Linked DNA regions of Astyanax mexicanus: region 2 is linked to region 1. Evidence: chromatin contacts called from public Hi-C data. All regions are on one chromosome and are shown on one strand. Each heading gives the region's core, a stretch centred on a gene start, on an enhancer-like site or on the middle of the called end of the contact. The rest is flanking DNA. Distances are from core to core; before and after follow the strand shown.

Evidence for each region. Hi-C and Micro-C count contacts between places; a contact is called where the count stands out from the background.
Region 2: a contact with region 1 is called in a Hi-C map of muscle, with 11 times the contacts expected there. The contact joins the promoter of ppwd1 here to the promoter of cwc27 in region 1. A contact is called at or near these places in 2 of 3 Hi-C or Micro-C datasets (both in muscle).

What each region holds. Positions count from the first base shown.
Region 1 is chr20:22,656,690-22,659,822 of AstMex3_surface, reverse strand. It overlaps cwc27 (CWC27 spliceosome associated cyclophilin), which reads right to left and starts at 1,413. Exons shown (of 15, transcript XM_049468458.1): 1 at 1,286-1,413. srek1ip1 (SREK1-interacting protein 1) reads left to right here and starts at 1,278. Exons shown (of 5, transcript XM_007255008.4): 1 at 1,278-1,403; 2 at 2,954-3,001; 3 at 3,117-3,133. The coding sequence starts at 1,391.
Region 2 is chr20:22,824,725-22,828,205 of AstMex3_surface, reverse strand. It overlaps ppwd1 (peptidylprolyl isomerase domain and WD repeat containing 1), which reads right to left and starts at 2,143. Exons shown (of 11, transcript XM_022681198.2): 1 at 1,971-2,143; 2 at 717-819; 3 at 270-373; 4 at 1-99. The coding sequence starts at 2,094.

The DNA of each region.
Region 1 (3,133 bases), core at 164-2,663:
GTTCAGAGGCCCAAGATAGTTATGCCAGAGAATCTCTATAATAGAAAGGTTTGTTTAACCACCAGAGGGCGCACCCAAGTGAGTTTACTGTAGAAAATATAAAATATACAGGTGAGTTCTATATATTTTATTAGCAAAATACACTATTCCGACTTCCAAAATTAAAGGAATGTACCGGAGATGTATATATATATATATATATATATATATATATATATATATATATATATATATATATATATAAAATTACCTTACTATTTTTATTTTGAGTTGTAGCGGTTTAGCTCCATTCACCCCCATTTATTTTGATCTCACTCGCGGGTGCCCTCTAGCGATTCACAGTCATTTTCTGATAGAAATTATAGGAAGTGGGTAGGCTCTCCAACAAATCTTTTAATATTAAAAACGAACAAAATATCACATTTTAAAACCATTGTTATCATTACACATCAAAGACTGGTCAAGAATACCATCATAACCACCTCCTTGTTTCTACATACATTACCCACGGGACACAACAACTGGTAGACTTATTTCAGTCCAGCAGTGACATTGAGAAGTTTAAAAATAAGGGTTCATTTATAACCTGATTTACGTTAACTGATTAAGACTACTTTAAATGCTACTTAAAAGCTAATTGAAACACTACTGTGTTTTTAAAAGAGCCTGACCTTGAGGGACTGACACAGTTAGTGTTTTTGTGTGCCTGTCTTCAACTCCTCACTTATGTATTAGGGATTCACTTAAACTGAGAGTACACTAATGTGGTGCATATCTGAATAAACAAAAGTGTGTATGTGCTTGTTTAGACCTCTGGTGGCAAACTACAAAACGCTAACAACCATACAAACCTTACATGTGGGTCATTATAGGGAGAAAAATATAATGAGTATAATGCTGGGTCAGGCTTTTTACCATAATATTCGCCTCCTATTAGGATGCACATCTTCCACTTTCTCTTATATAATAAGCTCAAATGCCTGGAGCACAGAGTTAGAATACTTAATCTAACATGTTAATAATAGTTTAAATATAGTTGCTGACTAAAGGCAATCTGTACTATACGTGCATTATTATACATATATCAGGCATTATTATTGCCTATTGCAGTGCTAACTGAACCTAATGCACTGATAACAGACTAATACAAGTAAAATGTATGACATTATCAGGTAAATTGATAACATAGATAACAGCCTAATGTCAGTATCAGAGCCAAAGGGAATATTGAATAAACGCCTGTGTGTAAGTTCCCCGGCTTTCAGCGGGTGGCGGTAATGCTCACCGTAAGCTACTAGAGGAAGAAGAAGGAGAAGAGCCTGGTGTGTGTTGTTGTGTTTTGAGGACGAGCTGCATTTTTTTCACATTAAAATCTCTATACTCAGCTGAAATGGCTGTTCCAGGTATGTAAAACTAGCTACAGATCTGACTAGCTTAGATTAGCTGGTTTACCCCGTTTGTTCCTGTTTTGGCGGGAAGCGCGCGCCCGGAACATTCTGGAACAGTACTAGGTTAGCTTAGCTTAGCTTAGCTTAGCTAGGCTTACAGTAGCAGCTCCTATACAAAACTATATGTAGCTAAGATAACTATTAACTAACTAACTAGCTGAGCTAAGCTAGTTAACCTAACTACTGATGCTAGTTAGCGCACTAGTTTTGATCATATTTATTAAATACATATATGAATGTTGCACGGTGTCATTTAAACGTTGCCTTGTTAAAAAATCCCTTTTAGTTAAATAGCTAGGTTATCTTAAATAGCTTTTGTTCTCACAGCAACTATGTAAAGCTAGGTTAGCTAGATAACTAGCCAGCTCACTAGTTAGTTAACGTTACCATATTCAGCAAAAAAAACGTTAAATAAACGTTCACTATTTCATCGCTAGTGCGTATATACAGCTCTGGAGAGACCACTTCCGTTTCTGAATCAGTTTCTCTGATTTTGCTATTTATAGGTATATGTTTGAGCAAAATTATTCTATAAACTACAGACAACATTGCTTCCAAATAAAATGCAAAGAAATTATTAAATAATGCAAAGAAAACAAGTTTATATTCATAAAGTTTTAAGAGTTCAGAAATCAATATTTGGTGGAATAACACTGGTTTTTAATCACATTTTTCATGCACAGTCTTACACACTGCTTTTGTTTAACTTAATGCCACTCCTGCTGCAAAAAAGTCAAGCAGTTTCGCAGTTGGGGTTGGATCAGTTTCGCTTGGTTTGATGGCTTGCGATCATCCATCTTGCGTTTTCAATTTGGTAAAATTAAAGAAACTCATCATTTTTAAGTGGTCTTTCTCCAGAGCTGTACATATACTAGTGCATCAAAATAAAAATTTCAATGAAAAGTTACTATATTTCTGTAATTTAGTTCAAAATTTAAAGCTCATATATAATATAGATGTATTGATGATTATGGCTTGCATCCAATGAAAACCCCAACAGTCAATATCTTAGAAAATTAAAATATTATAAAAGACCAATTGGTACTTTTGGCAATGTGGGCAGTGTGCCAAGTCCTGCTGGATAATGAAATCTGCATCTCCATAAAAGTTATGAGCAGAGGGAAGCATGAAGTGCTGTAAGATTTTCTGGGAAAACACTGCACTGACTTTGGACTTGGATAATAAAACACAGTGGACCAACACCAGCAGATGACATGACTCTCCAAACCATCACTGATCATCAGTAAATTTTGCATTTCATTTTGGAAAACAAGGGACCAGAGTCTGGAGGAAGAGTGAAGAGACACACAGTCTTGAGATCTACTGTGACATTTCCACAATCAGTAATGGTTTGGAGAGGCATGTCATCTGCTGGTGTTGGTCTACTGTCAAACAAGTTATAAAGTCCAAAGATATTCTGGACAATTAAACAATTGTGGTGTATTAAAACTTTTGACTAGTACTGCATATCTTTACTAATGGGTTTATAATTGTTTTTTAAACAGGTGTTAATAAGGATAATATTCGAGCTGGATGTAAAAGATGTGGCTATCGTAAGTATTGAGAATGATCCGTTTGGATCATATTTACTTTGTATTCAGCTTTTAATTAGCATTATTACTGTAATTCTTTATTGTTGCAAAACAAATGATTTCCTTACTTTGCCAGCGGGTCACCTGACGTTC
Region 2 (3,481 bases), core at 894-3,393, 170 kb before region 1:
TGTCAAAGTTCACAACGTCAAAAACCTTCATAGCCTGATCATCACCAACAGTGCAGAGCAGAGCCCCCTCAGCACTGACCGAAATACACTCGATCACACCTGGAGACAAGCACATTAACAAGGTCAAAAACTATAGAACAGTTACATCATCATACAATAACTCAGAGCAATACTGAAGTATTGTTAAAACATCTAAATATATAGTGAATTTGATTTAGCAATATTCACAAAAATTCAATAAACATTAACTGAAAGCCAAAGCAACACACTCAGGTGGCTCCGGAAATGCTTGACAAACTCAATTCCCTCATCCTCCTTCTTCTTCCAGAACTTGACATGGCCATCTTGACTTGCTGTAATAATAAAGTCTGTTCTGTGGGCATAAAGAATAAAAGACATTAGTACGTGTGAATACTGTACTCTCAAAGGGAACAGCAGTGCATATTGCATGACAGCTGCTAGCAGTGTGTAAGCAAAATTGTAAAAGTTATGACGGTGACAGTGTTTCTCATCTGGGGTCCTGCAGTACTACCTAGTTCTTAAAAACATGTGGGCTGGAAGCAAGCTTTAAAATCACTGACTTACAACAAACTCAGAACAGTCAGCTTCATACATTTCTGAGTAAAATTTGTTAAAGACTAAACAATACAAAACAAATTACAAAACTAAAAACTTACAGAAATCTATTTGAGGTAAACCTGTTGAAAACAACTTACTTGGAGCAGGCAATATGGGAGATTATGTCTCTGTGCATGTAGCTGCGTTCATACATGGCTGCGGAAGGCAAGTTGTCCAGATACACTCTTTCATATTCGAGAACTGCAGATAAGGAAAAAAAGGATGATTATGCAGCAAGTTAGATTTTGGGTGATTATGTAAGTTTATATATATTTTTTTTAAAGGAATACAATCTGTGTTTCCTAACAAGTTCAATATTACATGCTGAATGACATTTAATTAGGTTTAAGATTAGCATTTTAAATGTTGGAGTAGAGGTGGGCGATATGGCCCTAAAATAATATCACAATATTTCATGATATTTTCACAATAACAGTACTCTTGGCGTAATGACAAAACACTGAATTACAAAAATATTTCAAGAATACACTTTTGCAACAAAATTTAATTTTAATTTTATTGTTGCATACAATACAGCACACCTCTAACTGAGATATTAAACAATAAAAGAACTTTATCAGATTTGTAACAGAAGTCAATTATCCAGAATGTCATGATACTAATATTGCACTCTATATATCTCCATACATCCAGGATTAAAGTAGAATAAATGATACGGTCAGAAATCTATCTCTAGTAGAAATATAATGGGAAATGAGAACAGTGTGATTTTTTCTTTTGATGAAAACAGCAAAAAGGTAGTACCCTGACGTGATAATTAGGGGTGGGTTTTATGGTACAAAATGTCTGGATATAATATCGATCACAATATTAAATAATGTTGGCGATATTATTGCGTCCGATACGATATGGCTGAGACTAGTTGGGGACCCCTGATCTAAAGTATAAAACATATTCTGGTCTGTTTAACACTTTCTGTTTACAGACTAATTCTGCAAGTGTAACAATAATAAAATTTACTACGTCAAAAATCATAAAAAGAAAAAAAAACACAATGAATGAGAAGACGTGTGTCCAAACTTTTGACTGGTACTACTGTAAGTTAGTGGTTACATAATTTTGTGTGTCAAAATCACATAAAAGCATAGACTTAATTGTTATAAATGTAAATAACAATAACAGAAAAACACAAAAATACAAAGTAAGTCTTATGGTTAGCGTCTTATTGAATCTATCGATTCCACCTTAAAAGCTGCAGCTGGTCCAGCCCCGGTCTATACAGCGCCGCACTGAAACTACAGCATTATTTAAGGTGGAACGGAAACTACAGCTGGATCACTCTAACCGAATCGTCTTTATTTTATAAAAGCAGTTCAGGTAAATAAGCTCACCTTTTCTTTTCTTGGTCTGAACAGCCTCAGTGGGCAGGGGGCCGACCCAGCCTTCATCTCCGTCCTCCTCCTCCTCTAGTTTTCGCTTGTTTTCTGAGCTCTCCCGCTCCGCGTCCGCAGCCATGTTTCAAACACAGCGTTCCTCGGCGGCGTGTTCCCGGACTGAGGTCAGTCAGCTCAGCCGCCGCTGCAGCGCCTCCTCTCGGTACGGAGCTGTAAAACCCCCTGTTGATCAGACCACACAGCCTACAGCATGATTCACCAATTCTAAAGATCTTTGCATTCTGTAATTCCATTAAAAAGGTAAAATCTGGCCTCACTTGATTTAAACAGTCATCACTGGTTATTTACACCTGAACTTCCCCCTGAATAAACATTTGGTAAAGACGCTCTGTCTCTTTATATCTCTCAGTTTGTATATAAAAAAACTCTCTTAAATTTACATGTATATGTATGTTAAATGGGTTTTTGAAGGGTATTTAAAAAATTGTTTGGTTTGTATTCTATAAAAGTGGGTCACTACTTAAGTGACTGTTTCTATTTATCTATCTACACACACATTTGCTGCTTTTCCAGACAGATTTTTGCTCATCAGCTATGTTTATGACTTCTAGCTCAAAGATAATTATTTTGTACAAAAATCTTCTTTAATAAACACACTGCATAAATAATATACTGGTTAAAAGTAAATAGTATTAATATGATCAAATATGCCCGCTAGGTGCATTATAACTAGAGTACCACTAGATGTCGCTGCAAAACTAGTTAATGCCCCTCAGGGAGGTATATGCGTTTTTTTTTTAGCCTGTTGGGATTTCAGTGAGACTCAAGAAGAATGAGCAAAACAGAGTGTGTTTTGTTTATTTACAGACGGGTTTATTAAAAATAGATAATAAATAGACATATTTGTTCGTTGTTTGTAAGTTGATTAAATAAATCATATAAAACTCACATACATATTAACTGTACATTAGTTCATATTCCTCAGATTAAAGGAGCAAACAAACACAAATGAATAACAAATACAAATACATATTAACAAAGAAACAAACATTTCCAAACAAACAAATAAATTAGGAATACCAACCTACTGTTTTATATGCTGCAAAAAGTACAGAATTACCCAATCAAAACACTTAAAAAAAAAATATATATATATATATATATAGTATCAGTAGCACTGCTGTGAATATTTGATTGGTTCAGCTCAAATAGTGCAGTAGCCAGTAGCCATGTTGGGTGCATCTGCTCCAGAGATTCCTATTCTTTTGGCAAAACCCACAGGGACTAGAACAGAAGATAATTATTTACATACTTGTATGTATTATATTTTACACACACACACACACACACACACACACACACACATATATATATATATATATATATATATATATATATATATATATATATATATATATGGGGTCTTGGGTACCTTCCTAAATCACATAAAAAATGCTCTAGTGCAGCCATGCTCTAATGTCTGAGTTGCTGTTGTTTCTGAAGCAGTA